3 separate regions of the Mus musculus genome follow, and regions 2 and 3 are each linked to region 1. A link is a contact called in public ChIA-PET and Hi-C data. All regions are on one chromosome and are shown on one strand. Each heading gives the region's core, a stretch centred on a gene start, on an enhancer-like site or on the middle of the called end of the contact. The rest is flanking DNA. Distances are from core to core; before and after follow the strand shown. Region 1 has its middle 17 kb from the start of Gm41912. Region 2 overlaps Gm29538 (predicted gene 29538). Region 3 overlaps Trpm8 (transient receptor potential cation channel, subfamily M, member 8).

Region 1 (3,500 bases), core at 61-2,560:
AGCAGGGTGACATTTCATCTATCGAATCCTTAGTGAATCTCCACACATGCCCAGTGCTGACATATCCTTCTCTAGATGAAGTCTCATGATCACATGCAATGCTGGCAGGAAGACCATGTTTAACATCTGCAGCTAGAACCCTCTATGAGGAAAGTCACAGTATCATTTTGTCTGGATTTTGGAAAGAAAGGGTCTGTGATAGAGGGTGGGAAGACCCACAGACAACAGATCCAGGACAAGAATAAATGCTAGGCAGCCAGAGGCAAAGGCAGAAGGCTGATTCCACCAAGCCTGGCAGCACCCCAACTTTTCCCCTCATTCCAGGGACTATTCCTATGAAAATTCCTTAGTTTTATTTTTTTTCCTTCTTCTTCTTTGTTTTGTTTTTTGAAATAGAATGTCGAGAATCCCAGGCTGACCTCAAACTTGCAGCCCAGGATGACCTTGAACTTCACAGTCTACTGCCTCTATCCCTATCAATGGGGTTACACAAGTACACCATCAAGCCTTGGTTTATGCAGTGCTGGTCTACTGGCTGGTTTTGAGTGTCAACTTGACACCATCTGGAGTTATCACAGAGAAAAGAGCCTCCCTTGAGGCAGTGCCTCCATGAGATTCAGCTGTAAGGCATTTTCTTAGTGATCAAGGGTGGGAGGGCCCACTGTAGGTCTATAAGAAAGCAAGTTGAGCAAGCCAGTAAGTAACATCCCTCGATGGCCTCTGCATCAGCTCCTGCCTCCTGGCCTGCTTGAGTTCCAGTCCTGACTTCCTTTGGTGATGAAAACAACATGGAAGTGTAAGCTGAATAAACCCTTTCCTCCCCAACTTGCTTCTTGGTCATGATGTTTTATGCAGGAATAGAAACCCTGACTAAGACAGCTGGGAATAAAACCCAGGTCCTCACACATGCTAGGCAAGCACTCTGCCAATGGAGCCGCAGCCCCTGACCCAGGGCTAACTAGATCTCATCACCAATTAATGTTTCATTTGCAAGCTAGTGGCCAGAACCTATGCAAGTTGACTCAGTGTCATGTTATCTGGTTATATTGTGACTTCTGTTTTCCTTGTCATTAGATGAACGAACCGATTAAATGAAAGATGGCACACGCCTGAGATTCACCCCTTCCTTACCGTGACAGCTTTGTGCTTATCTTTAACTGATGACACAGCCCCTTCCTTCTTGTGACTCCATAAACCTCATGACTTCAGCCCTTTCTGCTTTCAGTGCTGCCGTGTGTGCATGGGGGTTCTGACACTCCGTGTTTGGGTTTGCAACACAGAGATTTCCTCATGGGTCTGAGCAAGCCTGAGCTGCCTCCGTCATCCTGGGTTGACTAATCTTTCCACAGAATCCAGACAGATGTGGCTGCTGTCTGTGCTAGCTCTGGTCTGTGGTTTCCTCCATTTTCAAAAAGGGAAGTCAGCTCTCCTCTGCATCGAGCTATGTTTTTGTGACCCCAAGTAACACCCTGAGACCTATCTCTAGAAGTTAGAGCGCCCCTCCCCCCATTTCTCTCTTTCTCTCTCATTTTCAGAAGTCTGAGTTTGGGAAGAACCCTTTCTTTGCTAAGGAGATCAGGGGCTGAGCTTACAGATGTGCACACAGGGTCTCCTCTGAGCCACCAAGCACAGGGCCCCACTCACGGATGTACATGTGGTCAGTCTCCTTAAAGTCTCATGTTCCAGGTCAGAGTCAGAGATGGGAAAACATACACTGCCTCTTTCAAGAGGGGTGCCCCGTAGTAGAGGGAAGAGCAAGCTCACTAGGCACGTCTGCCTTCCACCTCAGCCTACATTAGCCAGATCCAGCTCTGCTCACCGCCAGTTCCCTCCTCACTTAGAAGAGACAGCAGCTTTAGTGTGCTGCTGAGCCTGCTTCCTGGTGCTTGCTAGGTTGATACCTGGCACCCAGCCCAGCAGATAAACTGGGTTTGGAAATGAGCAGGAAGGTCTCATTATAGCCAAAGATGAGTGAGATTCCTGTTCTGGGATTGCAACAAGCAAGGTAGATAGTGTCTGCTGGCTCCTGAGGACGTCACCATAGCTGCCTGCTTGTGACACGGTGCAAGCCCTGCTCAGAGAGTCCCTGTTCTGCCCTTCTCGCCATCAGAACCACCTACCATGCCACAGTGTATCCTCGACATTGGTCCCCAAATGCTAGGAGCAAGAGTCTAATCTTGCTACTTTATATGCCCCAGTACAGGGGAATGCCAGGGCCAAGAAGCGGGAGTGGGTGGGTAGGGAAGCAGGGCAGGGGGAGGGTATAAGGAACTTTCGGGATAGCATTTGAAATGTATATAAAGAAGATATCTAATTTAAAAAAAAAAGAAAAAAGAGTCTAATCTTGCTAACAGAACTGTCAGGAAGGGAGTACCTTGAAACTGATTTTGAGGGTCAAGTTTGCAATGTCCTGTTTGGTTGCATGATTCAATAGCCAGTCAGAAATAAAACGAGAGTGAGCCTTCAGCTTTGAGAAGTCCCTTTCAAAGGTCATTTTCTCTATCTTCTTAGTTACTGTCATGTGATAAAGGGGATTTTTACTGAGACTGGAGATTCTGTTGCTTTCCTGAAATCAACTAGCAGGCTAGTCAGAGTTCTGACAAAGCCTGGGCTCTACTTCAAGTTTCTCCTAACATCCTCTGCCTCCGCCATGGCTGATAAACACTCCCCAGAGCTACTCTCCATGTTGGAAAGAAGATGTCAAGGAGAAAGTCATGTGACAGGAAGGGTTTAGGGATCCTGGGGCAGCCATTTCTGACACCTCTATCTTCCTGTCATGACTCTTGGGACTGTAAAAGCTAGGTTGTACTGGCTGGTTTTGTGTCAACTTGAGACCAGTTGGAGTTATCACAGAGAAAGGAGCCTCCCTTGAGGAAATGCCTCCATGAGACCCAGCTGTAAGGCATTTTCTCAGTGATCAAGTGGGGAGGGCCCCTTGTGGGTGGTGCCATCCCTGGGCTAGTAGTCTTGGGTTCTATAAGAAATCAGGCTGAGCAAGCCAGGGGAAGCAAGCCAGTAAGTAACATCCCTCCATGGCCTCTGCATCAGCTCCTGCTTCCTGACCTGCTTGAGTTTCAGTCCTGACTTCCTTTGGTGATAAACAGCAGTATGGAAAGTGTAAGCTGAATAAACCCTTTCCTCCCCAACTTGCTTCTTGGTCATGATGTTTGTGCTGGAATAGAAACCCTGACTAAGACAGGTATGCCCTTAGAAATGACTGACAGCCTTTCTTAAAGTACATTGCCCCGGCATCAGCTTCAGCTGCTCCACACTCTACCACCTACTTAGAAGCTCAGAGTGTGCGCAGCCACCTGTGTGTCCATCAGTCGTGAGGGGGATTCTGATGCTCATTTAAATGTGCACACCGCTGATCTAAGCTACCGATATCCTACTGGGGATTGCTACACTAGTACTTGGGGGCCACCAAATACAAGTTAACCTTGAATACACTCAGACATTCTCCCACCTATACCAGCATCTGGAGAGAAGGTGGAGGAATG
Region 2 (3,669 bases), core at 801-3,300, 140 kb after region 1:
CCATATTAAAAAGCCTGCTGCAAGGTCCGTCTGATGCCACACAGCATGGGTGGGTGGAAGACATTCAGAGGCCTGTCAGCCTCATGGCCTACTCACCTCAGCAGCTACGGTGATGTGTAAGTATATGGTGTGATTAGAGAGAAAGAGAAGCCGAACTGGAGACTTGAGGGTGGGGAGCCCAATGTGAGTAGCCTGAGTCCTGTAGCAGCAGGGGTCTGTGTCAATGTCCATGTTATCACCAAAGGCCATGCAGACGTCCCCTGTATGGGCTGCTGCCTGGGACCCAAGGGCTGTGCAGAGCTGACCCTGCCTCTTTCTGGTTGTGGCACTTTGGATGGGCTACTGGAGCAGAGCTGGAGAGCTTGTCCCTGTGGTGTGAATTCAGGTTAGCGGGTGGGCTGACCAACTCAGCTAGCGTCCAGGCCCAGGTCCAGGGCTTGGAGTTGACACCACAACGCCTACCCCATGTATGAACTGCTGGAGCTCATAAAGAGGCCGGTCCTACAGATCCAAAGCTGATAACTGAGAGGAACCCCAGAGAGGCTCCAGTACCAATAGTGCCTCGAACCAGACCAATGACTCATTCCATAAACACTGGCAAGTAAAGATGCTTAGTCAAAAGGGCACAACAGTGTGATACACCATGACACACTGCAGCTTGCAGGGCGAGATCTTCCTTCTTTCCTTCCTTCCTTCCTTCCTTCCTTCCTTCCTTCCTTCCTTCCTTCCTTCCTTCCTTTCTTTCTTTCTTTCTTTCTTTCTTTCTTTCTTTCTTTCTTTCTTTCTTTCTTTCTTTCTCTGTTTCTGTTTTTACTTTTTTGTTTTCTTGAGGGCTGGGGAGAAGGAGGTTTCAAGGGCCAAGGGCAGGCAGATACAGAGACAGGGAGATAGATGAATGGGACTCGGGGTTCACGATGTGAAAGTCACAAAGAATCAATAAAAAAGTTAAAAAGTAAATAAAGAGCCTGCTGTGCAGTAGACACATGCCTACCACCCCCTCTGTAGAGACAGAGACGGCAGCATCTGTCGGAGCTTACAAGTCCGCTGGCCTTGCCAAATCCCTGAGCTCCAGGTTCAGTGTGAGGCCCCATCTCAAAAAATATTGGTGGAGAAGCAACTCAGGAAGACATCCTATATTGATATCTACATGAACATACTATGTATGCACACACCCACACAAACACCACACACACACACACACACACACACACACACACACACACACACAATGCCTATAGCCCCCTAAAGCCCTAAGATGTTATGATGCCTGGTTTTACATAAATAAAATCTGTCATAAAGTAGTTGAGTGTACACTACTATTCTTTTAAGTATAAACAGATGACATGAATGTGTAGCGCTCAATGGTTCTTACATCGTACAACCAAAATAAAAGGGTGAAAGAGGTCAGAAGGGCCACCAGAAGAGCTGGCCAGGCTTCCCAGGAGCATGGTGGTGTGCAGCAAGGACCGCAGAGAACAGCTGGCAGCATGGAGGGCTGTCCCAAGCTGTGATGCTGCTGGGTGCAAAGTCAGCCCACGGTGCCAACCTGTGGGTACCACAAGACAAGATTGTCATTTTTAAAAGAGGCATCATAGAAAGATGGAAAATCAAAGGCGCCTGTATTTCAGTGGAGAAGCCATTATACACCATATAAAGAAATCAAACATGAGTGACTATTTTAAAGATTTATTGCAAAATTCAATTCCAGGTATTCAGGGTACTTCAAGCTCGCAATTATTTTTCTGTCACTGTGTAACTGAGTAATTCTAACTGTTCATTATACAGTCTCCGAAGGAAAATTGCTGGCTGGTCAGCACGTTTCCATCTTTGGTTGACCTGGCCACTCACTACAGTGTGGGCAGGGGGCTTATTTTCTCTTCCAATTTGCCTAAAAATATTCTCACACAGCCCAAGGAGAAAAGGGATCTAGGCCTGACAGCCATTCCTTCTGAAGCAGAAATTGTAACCAAGTTCACAGAGCCTGACAACTCACTGCTGTGCATAAAATGTGGCGGCCAAAACTGTGAAAGACTAAAGGTTTGTTAATGTAATTACCGCAGGAGAACTTTACACATCCTCTGCAGTGGGTTAAAGTTAGAACCGGAAGCCCTAAGGTTGTTTCTGTTTCAGTTGCTTCTTCCCGTACCATTGAATTCTCAATTGTAAATGATGACTTTGTGACAAGTTTCTATTCTTTCCAAGTCAAATAGATGTGCATCTCTGGGGCTGGCCACAGTGGAGTCTCAGCACTGTGCATGCTTTCAATAAGTAGATGTTGAGAGTAAGAGACAGTGCTTCCTAGAAAGAGGCCAGCCCAAGAAGAGAATCACCTAGAGACGGACAGATGGACAGACAGAAGGACTCTCAGCATCACCCCGGTTTAAAGTCTGGAAGTGGTTTCCATGCTATACTGTAAGGTTAAAGAGCCCAGCATTCAGAAAGGCCAGCATGGCAAAATACAGAAAGGGGAGAGCTACAAAGAGGAATGGTTCTAGTGAAAGCCAGAGAGAAACCTCCAAATGTTTTGATTTGTGTTGATCTGAGTGTGTGAGAGGTAACTGAGTCCAGAAAAGACTCTCCAGAAGGTGGAATCTAGAACAACTCTCTAAACTCACGTAGGGCTCTTCTCTCCATCACAGAAAGGGCTTTTGATAATGAAACAATAGATTACATCCTCAGAAAATAATTGGTTTGATGGAATCAGGGGAGTGGTTGTCTAGGCATTTTCCTAGATTCAAAAGAATCCTGGGCCAGCCCTAGAAAACCTTGAACACGAGCCTCAAAACTATTGACTAGAATCCATGTGACTTCAGTGAGAAAACAAAATTCAAAGAATCCCAAAAAGTATAACATTCTTGAGACTCATGGCTACAGTATCCCATGTCCAATAAGACTCCCCACCCAAAGGGGTGGTAGACAAACTGCTCACATGATAGAGAGGACTGAACTAGCAGGAAAGGGTGATTATCATAAACGGTCACCACACATTCAAGTCCTTACAGGAACCATGATCACAATAAAGTGGGAAGTGTAGCAATGGCACTGGTCCAAGTAGGACACCCAGAGATGAAGATAAAAAATGTAGACCACTGGATGAGATGGACAGCACCCAGCCATGCAGAAGAAATCAGTGGGCACAAACACAATAAGGCAAACTATTAAAAATGAAATTAAAAAGAGAGAGGTGTAGCCAGAATGCTAGTGACATAGGGAAACGGCAGAGCATCTAAACCACATGGAAAGAATCACAGAATACACTAATACACACATACACACGCACACACACACACACATGCACACACACATATGCACACACACGTGCACACGTACACACACACACGTACACGCACTCTCTCTCTCTCTCTCTCTCTCTGTATGTGTCTCTCTCTCTCTCTCTCTTACCTCTCTCTTTCTCCTGATCAAAAGAAACCTGGGGCTGGAGAGATGGCTCAATGGTTAAGAACACTGATTGTTCTTCCAGAATACCAAGGTTTGATTTCCAGCCCCTATGTGACAGCTACAATTTATAATTCCAGTTCCAGGGGAATCTTTTGCCCTTTACTGGCCTATCTGGGCACTGCATACATATGGTGCGTAGACATCCATGCAGGCAAATTCCTATACACATGGAGGAGGATGAGAAGTTGGGGGGTGAGGGGAGGAGGAGGA
Region 3 (4,006 bases), core at 1,176-3,675, 240 kb after region 1:
TGTAGGAGTTCTTGGCGATCTGCAGATTCCGGTACACTAGGGTGCTGAAGTGGGTGGAGAAGAGCTCTGTGAGGACTTCATTGGTGAGAAACTTCTGCAGATTCAGGCCATTCTCCAGAAAGAGGCGGACAAACTTGGGTCTGTCCTTTATGAGAGCCGTGAACATGACCTCCTGAAGGTCGGCAGACTAAAGAGACAGAAGAGAGGAGAGCTCATACCACAAGGCCAACGAAGAAAACACTAAGTCTCTGCATTCCAGCCACAACATCCTAGCATCTTCAGCGTCTCTCTCCATCCTGCTTTGACAATAGAATTCATATTTTCAGCATCTAGACGGGAAAGCAGCAGAGTGGAGCCTTTGAATGTGGGAACGCACTTTGAATACGAAGGTACTTATATGGTGACAGCACGCCCACTTAAGCATGACATGGGTCAGGAACCAACTTTGGCAGAAAGGGCATCAGGGAGGAGAAGCCACCAGTGGGAGTCTACAGTAGACACTGTGAACCAGCTGTCAGTGCTGCCTGTCCACACCATGGGCTCTGCTGCCCTTCCTAGGTAAAAATCTCACCTTCTCTACAGTGGCAGAGTTCTCAGACAGTTGCCAAAATGAAACCCATCAAGCCACATACTGTCTAGCAAAGATCTGGGGTGTCACAGCAGCAAATCACTGGAACACTAGGTGCTGGCTACCTGTGTCAGTGTGTCCTGAGTGTCTGGTAAAATGGTCCTACTGAGCTTTCCCAAGAATCCTTTGATTCTTATTTATTTTTAGATAGGGTCTTAACTTGGTATCCCAGTCTGGCCTGAAACTCACCACATGACCCATGCTGGCTTTGGATTCATGGCACTCCTCCTGTATCTGCCTCCCAAAGGCTGAGATTACAGGCAGAAGCCATTGTCTAGTTTTCCTAAGAGTCTAAAGAAAGATCAATGCTCTCTTTTAGCCACAATCCAGTAGGTTTGCTCTGTATCGACTCTCCGGTGTATTATATGGCTTCCATGATATTTATTATAAGTTAGTTTCATTGCCAACACTCACAGATTCAAGGGATCATCAAGATTTTATTTTGAGCATTAAAAGTGGAAGGCGCAAGGTCTGACAACAGGGAAACCTCCCTTAGAAGCCTGTGGCATGTATTCCCAGGAACCCGGGCCCCCTGGCGCCCACTGAATCCATGACTCCTCACCACTAGCAGCCTACTTCACTCTCTCCATTCCTTGTCTGGCCCTCACTGCAATGGCAGCTTCGATGCTTTTATATTGGCCTAATACTGTTTACTTACATTCACATCTTGCCTAGGAGAAATTGTTAAGGGATCTTTGGGTCCTCCACTCTGTTTTTATTTTTTAATTTAATTTTTATAATTTAATTTTTTTTTACTTATTCACTTTATACCCTGCTCACTGGCCCCCTCCCAGGCACACCCTCTCATAATCCTTCCCCCATCACCTACCCTACTCATCTGAGTGGGTGGGCCTCCCTGGGTATCCTTCCCCCACCCCCAGCATTTCAAATCTCTGCAGGGCTAAGTGCTTCCTCTCCCATTGAGGCCAAACAAGACAGCCCAGCTAGTAAAACATATCCCAAGTACAGGCAACAGCTTTTGGGATATCCCCAGCTCCAGTTGTTCAGGACCGACATGAAGGTCAAGCTGCACATCTGCTACATATGATCAGGGAGGCCAAGGTCCAGCCCATGTATGTTCTTTGACTGGTGGTTGAGAGTCTGAGAGCCCCAAGGGTCCAGGTTAGGTGACTCTGTTGGTATTTCTGTGGAGTTCCTGTCCTCTCCAGGGATCCCCGACTCTGTAGATCTCTCTGGGATCAGCAGGTAAGAGGTTCATCTGGTGAGAATGATAGCTCCATTTTCTCCACTGTCCTCAAAGCATATGTCCATTACACCTACTATCTTGCATTTCGTTCCATGTGTGTGTGCTTCCCCATTGGCACCACACTAGACAGTGTGAGGCAGCAGCTCTCAAACACGGGGACTTGCTACGTCAGACTACTGGCAATCAACCTTGCTTTCTAACTCAGCAAGCTTGAAATGGAACATAGCAGTTTATACCACTAGCGAGTTACTGGGTTACATTGTCACTGGTCCTGGGACCACCCTGAAAGCCACTTGTATACAGGAAAAGAAAAGCTTTGCACACACGTGCACACATGCACAGACACACACACACACACACACACACACACACACACACACACACACACACACACACACACACACACACTCATTTGTTTTCAAACCTCGATTCTACCAGTCTTTAGTTCAATGAGTCAGAACAAGATTTCTGTCTCTGAGCCTCAGTTTGTTTTGTTCTGCTCGGTGAAAACAAATGAGACAACCCAGGTCATGCTCTTTCAGAGATTCAAGCTCAGAGCAGCACCTCCCCCAGACACCACCAGGAGCCCCCATCCAGTAACATCTGGTGCTCTGACTCACTTGTCAACAAAATGAGATCATCTCTGCTGTAGGTTGATGTGAGTAGCTAGGAAATCACTATGTGCATTGTGAAACACTGCATGAGGTCATTTTAAAATTTACTTTTAAGTGGATAATAGTATAGATCTTAGTAAGAGCCAGTGTTCTAAGTCGTTTAGAAACACCATCTAATTCAATCAGTGTAACAACACAATGTGAAAGGTGTTACAGCTAGTCTCTGTGTTTTCAGGCAAGCCGGACAAATCTTTAGCAATAGCTCTCTATTCTAGAGGAACACGCACCCTGACACAGTCTCTGCTGAGTCCTATGGTGCACATACTCCTGCCGTGGTGAGTTTTCGGCTACTACTGTGATACCTCTGAATGCAGAACCAGAAATAGTTCTAGAGGCTCCCACTACTAGACAGGATCTTAGACTAGTGGGCTCACACTAGACAGCAGGGTCCTTTATTAGTGAAGGTCCTAACAGCAGGCAGCAGCAGCAGAAGTAAACCCACCCCACAAACACAATTTCTAAAATAAGTAGAAAGTCATGAGTTGGTGAGTTGGTGGGGAGGCATTGTATGTGTGGGGCGCAGGTGTGCATGTGCAGGTGTGCATGTGTGCATGTGTGCAGGTGTATATATGCAGATGTGTATGTGCAGGTGTGTGTGTAGGTGTGTGTGTGTGTGTGTGCGCGCGCGCATGCGTGCAGATGTGTGCCCCTGATAGTGCTCATGAAAAGGCCAGAGTAAGGACATCACATCTCTTTCTCTCTCACTGGACTCTTTATTGCCCTGAGGCTGGACCCCTAACTAAACATGAAGCTGGTCTCTTTGGCCAGCTTCTGTAGCCAGTGAGCTCTTAGGATCTACCAGTCTCCATCCCTCGGTGCGGGCATTACACACACACACACACACACACACACACACACACACACAGCCAGATGCAGAATTTTATGTGACTGCCAGTGATTTGAACTCATGGCTTCATGCTTGCAGAGTAAATGCCCTAGCCCACTAAGCTTTCTCCACCATCCTCCAAGACATTAGCCTTGATTATGTCTTACTTTTGATTTTCACACAATTTCTTCAAATTATAATGTTGTATGCTTCAATTTTTAATAATGACTATATTCAACAACCAACCCCATGCATTTCTGAAAACTTAGCAACTAGCTTTTGCAAGCCAGTATGAGTTGGCTCCAGTATGGTACTGTACAATTAACTTAACAGAGCATAGTTGAGGACCTTGCCCATTGACACACAGATAGCTACTCCAGCAATCAAACTCTTAACCTCCTTGTCCTTCCCCCTAACCACCTTCATCCGAGGTAATAAAATTAAATGTATAATGTTCACAAGTGTCTATGTTTGTTTATTTACCATCTGACCTTATTTAAATAGAATAGTCTTCTCACAGGGATTCATTTATGAATCAATTAATTAATGCAGTTATACTTCTACTTTCCCTCCATTAACTAAAGTTGTGTGCTGTATAATAGGCTTCATTATAGTGCAAAGACCAAACACCACACAATGTTTGCTAAAGGGATGAATAACTCAAAAATTCA

The links. A called contact is a pair of places that touch in the nucleus more often than the background predicts. ChIA-PET counts read pairs in DNA pulled down with a chosen protein or histone mark.
Region 2: an RNA polymerase II ChIA-PET map of effector CD8 T cells shows a contact between it and region 1, with 35 read pairs. The contact joins two enhancer-like sites. A contact is called at or near these places in 2 of 484 Hi-C or Micro-C datasets (epidermal suprabasal cells and erythroblasts), 10 of 115 datasets of contacts at active chromatin or transcription factors (CD8 T cells, DN3 thymocytes, effector CD8 T cells and 6 more) and 1 of 9 other capture datasets (embryonic stem cells).
Region 3: a contact with region 1 is called in a Hi-C map of uterus, with 4 times the contacts expected there. The contact joins two enhancer-like sites. A contact is called at or near these places in 2 of 484 Hi-C or Micro-C datasets (the C2C12 cell line and uterus) and 1 of 9 other capture datasets (embryonic stem cells).

What each region holds. Positions count from the first base shown.
Region 1 is chr1:88,585,406-88,588,905 of GRCm38.p6, reverse strand. No RefSeq gene overlaps it. Among named protein-coding and RNA genes, the nearest start is that of Gm41912, 17 kb to the right of the region's middle. Within about 2 kb of position 1,310, at least 134 of the 459 cell types and tissues checked have an H3K27ac peak or open chromatin away from gene starts, as enhancers often do. A contact at or near this core is called in CD8 T cells, effector CD8 T cells, memory CD8 T cells and 2 more, where this site is marked.
Region 2 is chr1:88,449,307-88,452,975 of GRCm38.p6, reverse strand. The region is part of intron 1 of Gm29538 (predicted gene 29538); the gene reads left to right. Among named protein-coding and RNA genes, the nearest start is that of Gm28888, 9.0 kb to the left of the region's middle. Within about 2 kb of position 2,050, at least 17 of the 459 cell types and tissues checked have an H3K27ac peak or open chromatin away from gene starts, as enhancers often do. A contact at or near this core is called in CD8 T cells, effector CD8 T cells, memory CD8 T cells and 1 more, where this site is marked.
Region 3 is chr1:88,344,225-88,348,230 of GRCm38.p6, reverse strand. Trpm8 (transient receptor potential cation channel, subfamily M, member 8) reads right to left here. Exons shown (of 27, transcript NM_134252.4): 13 at 1-187. Among named protein-coding and RNA genes, the nearest start is that of Gm51639, 14 kb to the right of the region's middle. Within about 2 kb of position 2,425, at least 22 of the 459 cell types and tissues checked have an H3K27ac peak or open chromatin away from gene starts, as enhancers often do. A contact at or near this core is called in uterus, where this site is marked.